3 separate regions of the Mus musculus genome follow, and all the other regions are linked to region 2. The links are chromatin contacts, called in public Hi-C and HiChIP or PLAC-seq maps. All regions are on one chromosome and are shown on one strand. Each heading gives the region's core, a stretch centred on a gene start, on an enhancer-like site or on the middle of the called end of the contact. The rest is flanking DNA. Distances are from core to core; before and after follow the strand shown. Region 1 has its middle 67 kb from the start of Gm40509. Region 2 holds the start of Tbx20 (T-box 20). Region 3 has its middle 79 kb from the start of Gm29824.

Region 1 (3,825 bases), core at 205-2,704, 100 kb before region 2:
TCTGACTCCTTAAATATGAACTGGGTTAGGATTGATTTTACCAATAAGATCTAGGCAAGTGTCACTGTGTGGCCCAGCAGGACAGTGCAGAGGTTCCTCCATCTTGTATCCTTGTTAAGGTCATTTGAGATTTAACTAGAATTTGATCTTCTTGATGGAGAATCCCATGGAAAATTTCCAAACTCTATTCTTGGACCTGAGATCAGAATGTCCCATCTAACTTATCTCAGTTTCTGTTAAAGTGCCTGCTTTTATAAAATCCATTCCAGCTAACTGCTTATCTTAGCTTCTGTTAACCGGCTTGCTTCTAGGAAGCTTCCCCCAACTCTGCAGGCAGCTGCTGAGATGCCAGGATGTGGTTTTTAACCTTCAAAAACCCCAAGCTCTGGACCCTGTCACAGCCAGCTGTAATAAAGACTTCCAATTGGCTGCAAACTGTGTCAGGGTGCATCTCTAGTGTATCTCACTATTCCATATATAGTCTTCAAGGAGTGATCAGCTTCTGTTTTGTTTTGTTTTGTTTTGTTTTGTTTTGTTTTGTTTTGTTTTGTGAAGCCTTAAAGTGCCACAAAGTTAGACTGCATGAAACCACCTTATGACATTGAAGTCTAAGTTAGACTTGAGGCTGTGTGTTTGGGGAGAAGCAGCTTCCAGCTGTGCTAGCCCTAGGAATCATCATGACTGTTGTCTCCAGACTTTATAGAGCAAAGAGAAATATTATTCTAGTACCAAGCCCTCAGAATTGTGAGAAACACTAGCAAGAAGGGATTGGTTTTAGACACTGAGAGCAATTGGTTATATAGCAATAGTTAATTGGAAGAAGACTGGAAGCTGGAAGAATTAAATGCCCTAATACACTGTTTAGAGCAGCATATGGCAGTCAGTGGTCACCGCACATTTACCACCCAGTTGTTTCAAACTCTGATCCAGCCGGAAGAGAGTCCCAGCATGCACATGGTTAAAGTTATATGACTTTATTGAAACCAGGGGTAAGTAGAAACTAGCTTTATACGTACCATAGATTAATGAATATTTTCCTCCGATTCAGAGATTCAGTGCTGTTGTCTGTCCCTGGGCGACTTAGAGATGCACAGTCTCTTATTGTAACAGCACACCTGCAGCTCTCTTGGCTGGCCTGGAGGGGTCAGGCCCAGGGATCATGTCCCATCTCTGCTGATGAAAATTCAGCTGCTATCGATTGGGTAAGCCCTGATGCCCTCCCCGGGTCAGGAGAGAAACCCCAACCATTGTTGAGTAAATACAGTATTCTGTTCATTACATCAATTAGGCTGACCCCAGAGGCTCTGGGACCCCCTGGCTCCCCCATTTACAATGACAGCTGCCATGCTAATGAATGCACATTGACATGATAATTAAGCCATGACACAGAATGGGACTGCTTTGGTAGCTGTCACTTTCTGGGGCCAGCTAGAACTGGTAGAGGCGACGACAGGGACAATTCCACCGCAGTGATATGCAGTGCCTAGGTTGGTCCCTTGGCTCACCCTCATGGCTGGACTGGCTATAATACTGAAGCTACTTTTTCTGGGGATGAAGGCAGGGATGAGGTGAGGAGGGTGAGTCAGGGTTGGGTGCTACCCTGTACTCGCTTTATCACAAGACATCCCTAAGTGGATGGAGGCTGAAAAGAATTTCCTCTTCCTTTGTGGAGCAGGGCGTGGCACCTGTCAACTCTGCAGGCCTTTTTAGCCAGGGGCCTTAGAGGCAGGCAGAGGAAGTTTGGAAGAATGAGAACCTCAAAGGCCCATCCATGTCTTGCTTACATTTGGCACCAGTGGGAAAAGCCAAATGACAATCTTTCAGCATCTTTGGGGATGATGACTCCCTTTGTGAGCTGACAGTCACAAAACTTCAGAAACAAGTATCTCAGCTCACCATGACTGACTGAATGTGCACTGAATGTTCAACGGAACCACTGACTGGTGGCAGAGAGCCCGGCTGACAGAGAAATCAGTGCGGTTGCTTACAGACCTTCTAGAAGGGCTTCCAGACAAAGTTCCTATCACGCCTAGTGACTGCTTAAAGGTGGGGCTGCTTGCAGAGAGGGCTCAATATAATTGAAGTAATGACGCTGGGCAGAAAACAACACTTCCACACCACCTTATGGTGTGTGACTCAGCACACATCTCTCTCGTACCAAGCAGTATTTATGAGAGGAATATGGTATGGATATAAACAGAGAGCGAATCAATGCCTGACTCTTAAAAATGCTTTGTTAGTAAATGGCAGATGAGTTAGAAGCTGTCATTGGCATGGGAGTGTGAAGCTTGCTTCCTAAGCCTTGCTCCACGTGTATACAAGCATGCTGCCTCTCCTCCCTACAGTAACTCAGTACAGGCTGAGCTGCAATGCAGAGGGCACAAAGGAACCTTGTGTGTGCATTTTACAAGACAGCTACAGAGCAAGTGATAATCTGGAAAGTGTATGTCCATGTGTTCATGCCAAATCCTGTCAGGCACGAGGGTTCACCAGTGGGCGGGCTGAGTTACCCAACACCTCATTCAAACCTGAGGATTTCTAAAGTCACATCTGTGCTTATCAGGGAAAGGGCTGTGATTGATTGGATGTGTCTACCACAGACACAGGACTGGGGAGAAATGACTCTTCAAGCCAGATATTTGTCCTCTGGGATATAGGGGAGGCTTAAGATAGATACTTTCCAGTGAGGGACTTCTCTGTGTCTCCTTTGCTGTGATTTTTAATGGAAAGGAAAACCCACTAGTGTGCACCTCACACTATGGGCAACCAGTTTTACAGTTCCCTCCGTGAGCTGCAAGATGGCTTCCTTTTTCCTCTCATCCACCTACGCTCCCCACACTTGAAATCTATTTTCTTTAGAGAGTCACATTTGATTTGTCAAAGCAGTCAGAAAGTCAAACTTCTTGTTACTTAATTCAGCAAACACCAAATGTCTACTCTGTCATAGGCTAACTGCACTGTGGTGTGCTTACTGTAGGTTCCTCAGGGTGTGTCTAGTGTTGGCGTGTGCTTTGGTGAGGCAGGTGAGAGGTAATGCATTTGTAGACACATTTCTGCATCTCCTGAAGAGGCACAACAGCTAGAGAAATTTAATTTGGTGAGCTTAAGTGTTCCTGGAATATCTTGTTATTGCTACTAGGACTGATGCTCTGAGAGGTCCAGTCAAAGGTTTAAAACTGAGTTTTTAAGGATTCTTACTTGCTATCAGCCGGGTGGCGGGGGGTGGGGGGGAGGGTGGGGGGGTGGTCTCCAGGTATCTAAGATGAGAAGAGTTGTGGTGGTCCTTGTGCACAGCACAGCTGGAGAGACACCTGGCCAGAGTGCCACCTTGCTGTTCATGCTCTGACTTGCTGGCCCTTCCCAGCAGCCTTTCTGCCACATCCTTTCTCTCCACTTCTCCTCATATGACTGTAACTATTGTTTACCCTTCATCTGTAAGCTTGCATCTCAGGTGTGCTCTCCTGCCTTACTCTGCTACCCTGATCCTTTTACCGGAAGAAGCCTCTGTCGTCCACACCCAGTGGATCTCATCCACAATGCCTCTGTACTTACCCTGGTTTTCTTACCATGACCTATGGGTGCCACTGCCTTTATACTCTCTTAAGAGACAAAGAGGACTCCGTTCGTTGGACTGTGAGGGAGTGGGAGATGTTGAGGAGAAAGGGGACATAAAGGACAAGGGGTGCATGTGCAGTGGGACTAGGGGAAAGGAACAGGATACTTACAGAAAGACCTTGTTGTTCGGCTCTCAGCCTGTAAGTAGCTGCTACATTTGTACAGTGACTGTGTAAGTAACTGCTGTGGTTGCACAGTGACTCTGTGAGT
Region 2 (3,878 bases), core at 865-3,364:
TCCTCCCACTTGCGCAGTCTCTTCTGCTTTTGAGTGATTTTCTGCCCACAAACATCCTAGAACTGGGACACAGTGGCACTTGTAGGAAAAGGGAAAGCAAGTTCAGCAATTCTGCTTTCCTGTGCTCAGTCTGCTTCTCTGAAACTGATGTATCTTTCAGGATGCCATTCCAACAATCTAAGCTGCTAAGGTAGTAAAGACAGTACCTCCCCTTATAAGATGGAATAATAGTTTTATTAATTAGGGTGTAACAACACAGTGAGCTATTGAAAACTAGATCCAACCAACAAAATCTACATTAGTTGAAACATTATATCAAGGTCTAAGTAAACCTCTCTCTCCCAAATTAAAAAAACAAAAACAAAAACTCTCTTCTTCAAATAAATCCATCTTCCTTGACAAACTCTAAAAAAATCAGACAAGAAGCAAACCAATGGGAACCTTACAATAAAAAGAAAACACTACCTTGATTGAGACATTGTATCTAAGGCCAGGAGAGATGGATGAGCAGCTAAAAGCATTTGCTCCTCTTTAGAGATCTGGAGGACTTCACTCCCTAGCACCCACACAGAGGGCTCACAACAGCCTGTAATCCCAGCTCCAGGAGATCTGATACTCTCTACTGACTTGCACACACTTATGAGTCCAGAGATTCCTGACCTGTGGGGAGGAGAGGGGAATGACTGGGACATGGTTGGAGGATGGGGGAGACTTGCAAAAAAGAGACACTGCTCTGCCAACTTGTCACCTTCGATCTTTTCAAAGTAGTTGGTCCAGACAAGGAAAAAAAAAAAAAACCTTCTAGTATGAAAAGTCTGCAGTTTTACTAATTTCTAATTTCCCTCAACATTGACACATTACAACCCAAATGCTGAAACGAGCAAACATAGACAGGATGGCCAGGCCAGTCTAAATCAGAACTTCCTCAGATGCCAACATTCTGTTTACACGGGATGTTCTTCATAGTTATTCTGGCTCTCGATTTCGCCCATAACTATGTTTCGGGAGCTGTGAAGAGGATGCAATGGGAGACAGGGTATGTCTTTCTTTTTATGTTCTTCACCCCACCCCTCCCCTACCCCCTTAAGACCTACCAAGAGGTTCCTAATCGCCAGATCAACTGGCTGGAAAGGAGAGCAAATATTTACAAGTATAGCTTGAGTGTGTGTGTCCTCTAGAGTTTACATGGTTGAGAGTGAAGCGGATTACCCCGCGAATTTGGAGAATTCGAATTATTTAGACTGAGCAAGGCCAACAGGACTCCCTCCACAAGGCTGTGGGAAGTCCTTAGCCCAGTCTGCGTCTGCAAGGCAGATAGATGGTTCCGTGTGGGGGGGGGGCGGGGGAGGAGCCAGAAAGTCACTATGCATCGCATGGTCCCCTTAGAGCTCCAAGTCCTGACCCCCCCTCCTTGCTTCAGGCCACTTCCCTACTTTCAGAGTCTCCAGAATAGAAAACCCAGACTAGAAGGGAAACAAACCACCACACAGCAGAAAGCCAGGTTCGCCAAAAACAAAATCAACAAAAACAAACAAAAAATCAAAACAAAGTATCCTTCCTACAGGCACCCTGCAGCTCAGCATTCTTTCCCAGAGCCCTGCCTCTCCAGCTCTCTGTGAAAAGAGACATAACTTGGGGACTGTCAAGTAGGGGACCTAGCACTAGGCACTGTGCTGCGTCACCAGGTTAATGCCGCTCAGCGATGAGGAATTTGCTCTACTGGGCCCTTCTCAACTATTTGGGAGCTCCAGTAGGAAAGGTAGAAAATGCGGAACTCAGTAGGACTTCCTTTGGTGACATTCAGTCCAGAGCAACGCAAATGCCTGTTTCTGGGTAGCAGTGAAAGTGCCTCTCTAGACAGCGCATGCTTCCCTCCTGCGGGATCTGAGACTCTGGGCGGAGGCGGTCCGGCTAGCTCCGCCACCCTGTTCACTGTGCGTCTTCTCCGGCTCTCCACCGGGAGCGCAGAGGCAGGAGGGCGCAGTGCCCTAGGCGCTCTCTCCCTGCGCCGCTCGGCCCCGCCCCACTCCGCACAGTCTGGAAGCAGTGACGTGAGACCACGCTGACTGGCTGCTGCCCGCAGGGATGGCCACCGCCAGCAAATTAAGGCGCGAGGCAGCAGGCGCCTAGGCACAGTTTAGGTCGCGCCTTGCTGCGCTCTGCAGAGAGGAGATCCGACTCCCTGGTTTCCGCACCCTCTAGAGTCCCACGCCGATCGTCACCTCCTCGGACTTGGGCCACTCAGCGGACCCAAGGAGGGAAGGGAGGGAGAACTCGGCGTGGGTGCTGGGGACCCCGCGTTTTGCGCAGTGGGCTTACAGTTTTGAGTTCCCGGCTGGTCCCCACCCTGCTTTCCTGCTGGTTCGAAGTCTCTGCGGCTCCCCTGCTTTGCTCTAGTGGACTGGAGAGGCCATCAAAACCTGGGAACGGACGCTTCGGGGGGGTCCCCAGTTCCGCTTTGCTTGCTCTCTGGAACTTTGAGCTGCAGTTTCGGGTCTTTGTCTCCCTTTGGGGAAGCTGGACTGTGGTTTGTCAGTCCAGGTTCCTGAGCAGGACCGCACGCTGGGAACCATGGAGTTCACGGCGTCGCCCAAGCCCCAGCTCTCCTCTCGAGCCAATGCCTTCTCCATCGCCGCGCTTATGTCCAGCGGCGGCCCCAAGGAGAAGGAGGCAGCAGAGAACACCATCAAACCCCTGGGTAAGTCGGGGTACTAGGCAGTCAGTATGGGCCCTGCTAATCTGTTTCCCGGGTGCGGGCAGTTTGCTCCGCGGGAAGCAAAGGTGGCTTTTTCTACCGTCTGGATCTACTGCTAAGTCTCAGAGTATGGACCAGAATTCGGTCCTGGGAGAAAGACTTTTTTTTTTTCTTTTCCTCTCAAGTTTTCTTTGGAGGCTTCACCATCAATTAAAGGTAGTGAATTCTCACTACCGGCTTGTGTTTGTATTCGCTTTCCCCAGTTTCTTGGAATCTCGACATCACTTAGATAGTATGAATGCTGTACAAATTTGTTTGTTTGAATGAAAACAAATTCAAGGACAAGTAAGGGTTAAGATTCGGGATCCACGGTGGTATATAACACCCAAGCCTGCGCTTGGAATCAAAGACTCTGAGACTTCACAAGAAGCCAGTTTAATTTTTCTATCACAATTAACAGTCTTAATATGTCTGAAAAGGACTATAAAATAGGCCGGTTTTTCCACGCAAGAGCCGGCTTTTTTTTTTTTTTTTTTTTTTGGTCAGGAACCCCCATTTTATACTTGCGATTTTCAATTGAGACTGGCAAGGCCTCCCCAAATTCCTCGAAATTTAACACTGTCTCTATAAAAACTGTTTTCTTTACAGAGGAAACTAGGCACAGATTAAAGAGAGATGAGCGGTGAGGGTGTCTTGAGCACACGAGAGTTGTATAAAAGCAACTGCTCAGGATAGGGGTTCTGAAAACCCTTACAACCCAGGGAAAATGAGTTGCTATTCTAAGGGCCTTGGTAATAATTATCGCACACCCTAATCGCCGACTATCAGAAATCAAGTAGCTAAGTTAAGACAGTTGAAAAAAGTCATCACTTTTTTCTTTTTCGCTATCCCTTCCCAACTCTAATACATTTCACATCCAAGATAAACACTAGAGAAGAAAGGGGCTTGGGAAACTAAGGAGTTTACACAGTGACAGGAGATTACTAAAGTCCAAAACAACAGTGGTACCAAGGAGATGTAAGACAGGGAAATGAGTGTGAATAAGAACTCCTAACTTCCACCTAAGTCAAGATCTGCGAAGGCAATGTGAGCAAGCCAACAAATCCTGATTATTTAGAGAGAGCATTGGCTACTACTGTCCAAGTTGGACCTGCTGAGGCTTCCGATCATTATCCTTGTACTT
Region 3 (4,265 bases), core at 655-3,154, 81 kb before region 2:
AACAACCATATGAAGGCTTACAACCATATCTGTATAACTACAGTATACTCATATACATAAAATAAATAAATAAATCTTAAAAAAAGAAAAGAAAACAGAAAAACGCTTAAAAAAAAAAAAAAAAAAAAGGAGGTAGGAGGACCAGGGCATAGAGGACAGCAGAAGTGAAGTGGGTGACATCAATGTCTCCCATGTGCCTGGGGAGCTGCCTTCTCTCTGCTGTGAGCTCAGAGTGGCTCTTCTCCATTAAGGAAGGCCAGCTCGGCCTTTTAAAAGGGGACTTGCAAATGGAATTCACACAGTGCCATGACCCTTGGAGTATAGTGTGGCAGGATGCGGCGGACTCCCTCCCAAGTGCACAGCACACACGCACAGCTGAGAACTTGCCTCCCCTGCCCCTGCACACACCTCCCAGCACATCCTCAGCCTGTCCTTCCCAATGTTTGTACATGTTGGGCTGAGTCGTACAAGGACCCTAGCTCATGTTTGGCTCCTAAACATACTTCTGTTGTCCCTCTCTCTGGCTTCACCCTTCTTGACCTATGAACACCAAAAACAGGGAAGGAGCTGATGCTTACCATAGTGCTCTGTGGTCCAAGATCCACAGCCCCCTGAATAAAGATTCCCTTCGATTTTATGTGCAAAAGTCAGAGTTCAGTGATGAAGGTGTGTGCCCTGGAAACCAGACCATTGCCAGATACGACCAGGGCCACATGACCTGAAAACTTCAGAGACTAGTTAGCAATCTTCCAAGGGCCCCATGGAAAAGTGTTCTGTTAATACGTAGTGAGGGCTGAAGGATGGCAAAAGCCAGGTGACTGAAAAGAGCCCTGTATGAGCTTGAGTGACAGAGAAGGTGAAACTGTTAGCACAGATCTGATGCAGATGGACGAAGCGGTGCCTGTGAGAACATGTGAAAACATGAGACATGTGAAACATGTGAGGGCATGTGAGAGCGTGCGAGAACATAGACATGTGAGAACATTGACATGTGAGAACATAGGCATGTGAGACGTGAGGGCATGGGAGAGCATGTGAGAACATAGACATGTGGGAACATAGACATGTGAGACATGTGAGAGCATGTGAGAACATAGACATGTGAAGGCATGTAAGAACATAGACATGTAGACATGTGAGACATTTGAGGACATGTGAAGGCATATGAGAACATAGAGATGTAAGAACATAGATATGTGAGAACCTAGACATGTGAGACATGTGAGGGCATATGAGAACATAGACATGAGAGATCATGTGAGACATATAAGAACATATGTGACATATAAGAACATATTAGACATGCCTCTGTCCTAGGTGCATTCCTATTATCAGTGTCCATAACTATGAGGTATTTTGCTTTTGTCACCAAACAAATTTCACTGAGAGAGTCGGGGAGAGGAGAAAAATGAGAGGAAACAGTGAGGAAAAGCAAAATGAAGTCCAGCCAAGTTAAGGAGGAGGTTACAGTCATTGTCTGGTCTCTTGTTGGCAGCACTGTCCCAGTCCAGCTCTGGGAGGCAAACGAAGAGTGGAGCATTGGTCGGTGAAGAAAGCAGCTGAGCTTTCAGCAAGAGGCAGGCAGGTCTGTGGGGTCGAGTGTCGGTTCTGCCTCAGCGGTTGTTGGTTGGGTTGGGTTTGCTTCACCTTTAAAACTAAGCCCTATAAGTACTTATTTTGGTGAGCGTGGCCATGCAGTAAGAGAGCAGAGGAATTTACAGATGATTTCTGAAGATGGCTTTTCTGCGATGGCTGTGAAGCTGAGATTATTGGACACTCTCCATCATAGTCACAAAACCCTGCGGTGTCGTCCCTTAAAGTGCTTTTGGTAAGAGCCAGTGATTGCGAGAGTGCCATCCTGATAAAGGCAGTGGGCACTTCATGCCCACAGAGCAGCAGCCCCAACTGTGCTGAGGGAACACACTGCAGGCGCCTGCACTGACCTTCACAGCAAGTTTGAATGAAGCCCTTCAGCATGAACCAAACCCAGGAGTGAGGACAGCGAGGTTAACTGCTGTACAGACACACACAGACGTGGGGTACATGCTCTCTTTGAAAACAGAGGACAGACCAGAAAGCCTCAGCAACAAGTCTTTCGTGAGAATCAGCCATTCTCAGCACCAGGGGTGTAGCCGAGGGGCAGAGCGCTTGCCTGGCATGCTTAAGGCCTTAGATTTAATTCTCAGACCAGTCGCAAAACCAACCAACCAAACAAACAAACAAACTCAGAAATGAAAGTATAAAGGGGGACTAGGTTGTGGTTACTTTCAGGGTATTTTATGTATTTAGCGTGGAGGAAATTGGGGGAAGGCTTCAAGCAGAAGGTGAAAGATGGAAACAAAGACCCATGACAGAATCTTCTGTCATGTTAGAGAAACAGTGAACGGAAGAAACTTAGGTAGCCCTAGTTCCCCATTTAGCAGATGAGAAAGACAAGTCACAAAGGACTGTATGAGTCTAATTCCTGCCCCTCTTGCTGTTACAGGACAAACAACCACAGTAAATAAACCTGCAAAATGTAGCTAGTGTGGTCAAGGGGCCTAGGGGAACAAAGCCTGGAGCCTAGCTAGGACCTTCCGGCACTACACAGCTCACATTCCTATGCACTGTGCTACTGCTGTTGGAAAGTCTGTGTCCTACTTAACTCTGTGAGATCAGAGTGTGGCATACCATGAGCTACATCTGTGTCACAAGATGCATTTCAGCAGTGCTGCATCTTGGACCCAAGTATCGACTCACTGTGACTCTGCTTGCCCTGCAGCCAAGTCCCCAGGTGGTGCATGTATACAGGAGAGTTCCAGAAACCCTGCTCCAGCCCAGCCCAGACATGGATTTTAAAGAAAGAATGCCCAAGGCTCACCTGGTGTGACTTAGCATTGGAGTAGACTGGCATACTGGTTCTGAGTGTGCAATTTTTATTTGTATCTTCTAGCTGCTGCTGTGAACAGGAAGAGTTCATTTTTTTTTCCCCAAATTAACTCCTGAATCATGAATACTTCAAGACCTCCTGTAGCAGCTACTAGTGGCTTTAAGAGTTCTTGGGGTGTGGCTGCATCCGTGTCTATCTTCCTTGGACCTTGCCTGCATTTCTGTCACCCTTACCTCTCTTTTATATGAACCCCAGTTTAGGGGTTACTTGCACATCCAAGATGATCTTGTCCTGGAATTTTTCAATACATTTGCATGACCCATTTTGCAGTTAAGGTTTAGGTATTTGTATGTTTTTGGGAAACCACCATTGAATTCACTCCAACATTACATTTGTCATCAATGGGCCTGTCCCTGGAAAGAGAAAGGACTGGATACCATGTTGTTATAGAAGATGATCTCCCTAGTTACTTTCAATTGTTTGATAAGGTCTTTGTGGGAAGATGGAAGGGAAAGAATGAGAGAAGAGAGGAAGGGAGGGGACGAAAGAGTTAGGGAAAAGACAGGAGGGAATGAAAGAGAGACTATGCTCTAGCCCTCAGTGGACAGGGAACACACAGAAGTCTCTAAATTAATCTCCCTCACTGTTCTCTAGCAATGAGATTAAGACATCACTACCATTAGAAGTTGGTCTCAAATCTCCTTTCTGTCAGCAAAACATTCTCATCCTGCTCTCTCTATCTGGGGCCCTCTTCCTTCCAGCCCCCCCCCCACCCCCCATGTCTTAGGAGCTGTTTTAAGTGAAGACCTCCCCCCACCCCCCACCCCCCCCCCCATGGCCGGCCGCTGGAAGCTCTCATCCTACCTCCAACTCTATCCCAGCATGAAAGCCTGGCTTGTCAGGATGTCTGCACATGGGTCACTGTGCTAATTAAGAACATTATCACATTGCCAAGAACATGAACCCAGGAAAAAGGCTCTGCTGAGTGTCTCAGACATCAGCACGCTGCTGAACTCTGCCATTGGCCTCACAGCACGCCTGGCCTCAGTGCGAAGAGGACCTGAAAGCTATGGTGCTGCCCCTGGGGTTGGACAGAGGTTGGGCATTTCTGCTGAAGATCTGACAAGCCGTAGTCAAAGGATGGCACATATCTACATGACACAGATGTGACATCTACATGACACAGCTGTGCTTATGGTGTGGTAACATACATACATGTACGGGTCATTTTAAGTGTTCAGTTTGGTGCATTAAGTTCATTCCCACTGTTGAGCAACCATTACCACCATCTACGTCCAGAATCTTCTTATGCTAACAAACACTCCAAATATATTAAACACCCACTCCTTCCCCTCCCCATAGGCTTATAAGCCATCATCCAATTTTCTGACTCCAT

The links. A called contact is a pair of places that touch in the nucleus more often than the background predicts. HiChIP or PLAC-seq counts read pairs in DNA pulled down with a chosen protein or histone mark.
Region 1: a Hi-C map of the N1E-115 cell line shows a contact between it and region 2, with 4 times the contacts expected there. The contact joins the enhancer-like site here to the promoter of Tbx20 in region 2. A contact is called at or near these places in 3 of 39 promoter capture datasets (embryonic stem cells, epiblast stem cells and liver), 6 of 484 Hi-C or Micro-C datasets (the N1E-115 cell line and embryonic stem cells), 5 of 115 datasets of contacts at active chromatin or transcription factors (cardiomyocytes, embryonic stem cells, extraembryonic endoderm stem cells and 1 more) and 2 of 9 other capture datasets (adipose tissue and pancreatic islet).
Region 3: a contact with region 2 is called in an H3K27ac HiChIP or PLAC-seq map of heart atrium, with 2.2 times the contacts expected there. The contact joins the enhancer-like site here to the promoter of Tbx20 in region 2. A contact is called at or near these places in 3 of 484 Hi-C or Micro-C datasets (the N1E-115 cell line, embryonic stem cells and liver), 2 of 115 datasets of contacts at active chromatin or transcription factors (heart atrium and neural progenitor cells) and 2 of 9 other capture datasets (liver and pancreatic islet).

Annotation. Positions count from the first base shown.
Region 1 is chr9:24,876,425-24,880,249 of GRCm38.p6, reverse strand. No RefSeq gene overlaps it. Among named protein-coding and RNA genes, the nearest start is that of Gm40509, 67 kb to the left of the region's middle. Within about 2 kb of position 1,454, at least 23 of the 459 cell types and tissues checked have an H3K27ac peak or open chromatin away from gene starts, as enhancers often do. A contact at or near this core is called in the N1E-115 cell line, where this site is marked.
Region 2 is chr9:24,772,539-24,776,416 of GRCm38.p6, reverse strand. It overlaps Tbx20 (T-box 20), which reads left to right and starts at 2,114. Exons shown (of 8, transcript NM_194263.2): 1 at 2,114-2,698. The coding sequence starts at 2,572. It overlaps Gm29824 (a long non-coding RNA gene), which reads right to left and starts at 693. Exons shown (of 3, transcript XR_870586.1): 1 at 466-693; 2 at 1-62.
Region 3 is chr9:24,852,545-24,856,809 of GRCm38.p6, reverse strand. No RefSeq gene overlaps it. Among named protein-coding and RNA genes, the nearest start is that of Gm29824, 79 kb to the right of the region's middle. Within about 2 kb of position 1,904, at least 2 of the 459 cell types and tissues checked have an H3K27ac peak or open chromatin away from gene starts, as enhancers often do. A contact at or near this core is called in heart atrium, where this site is marked.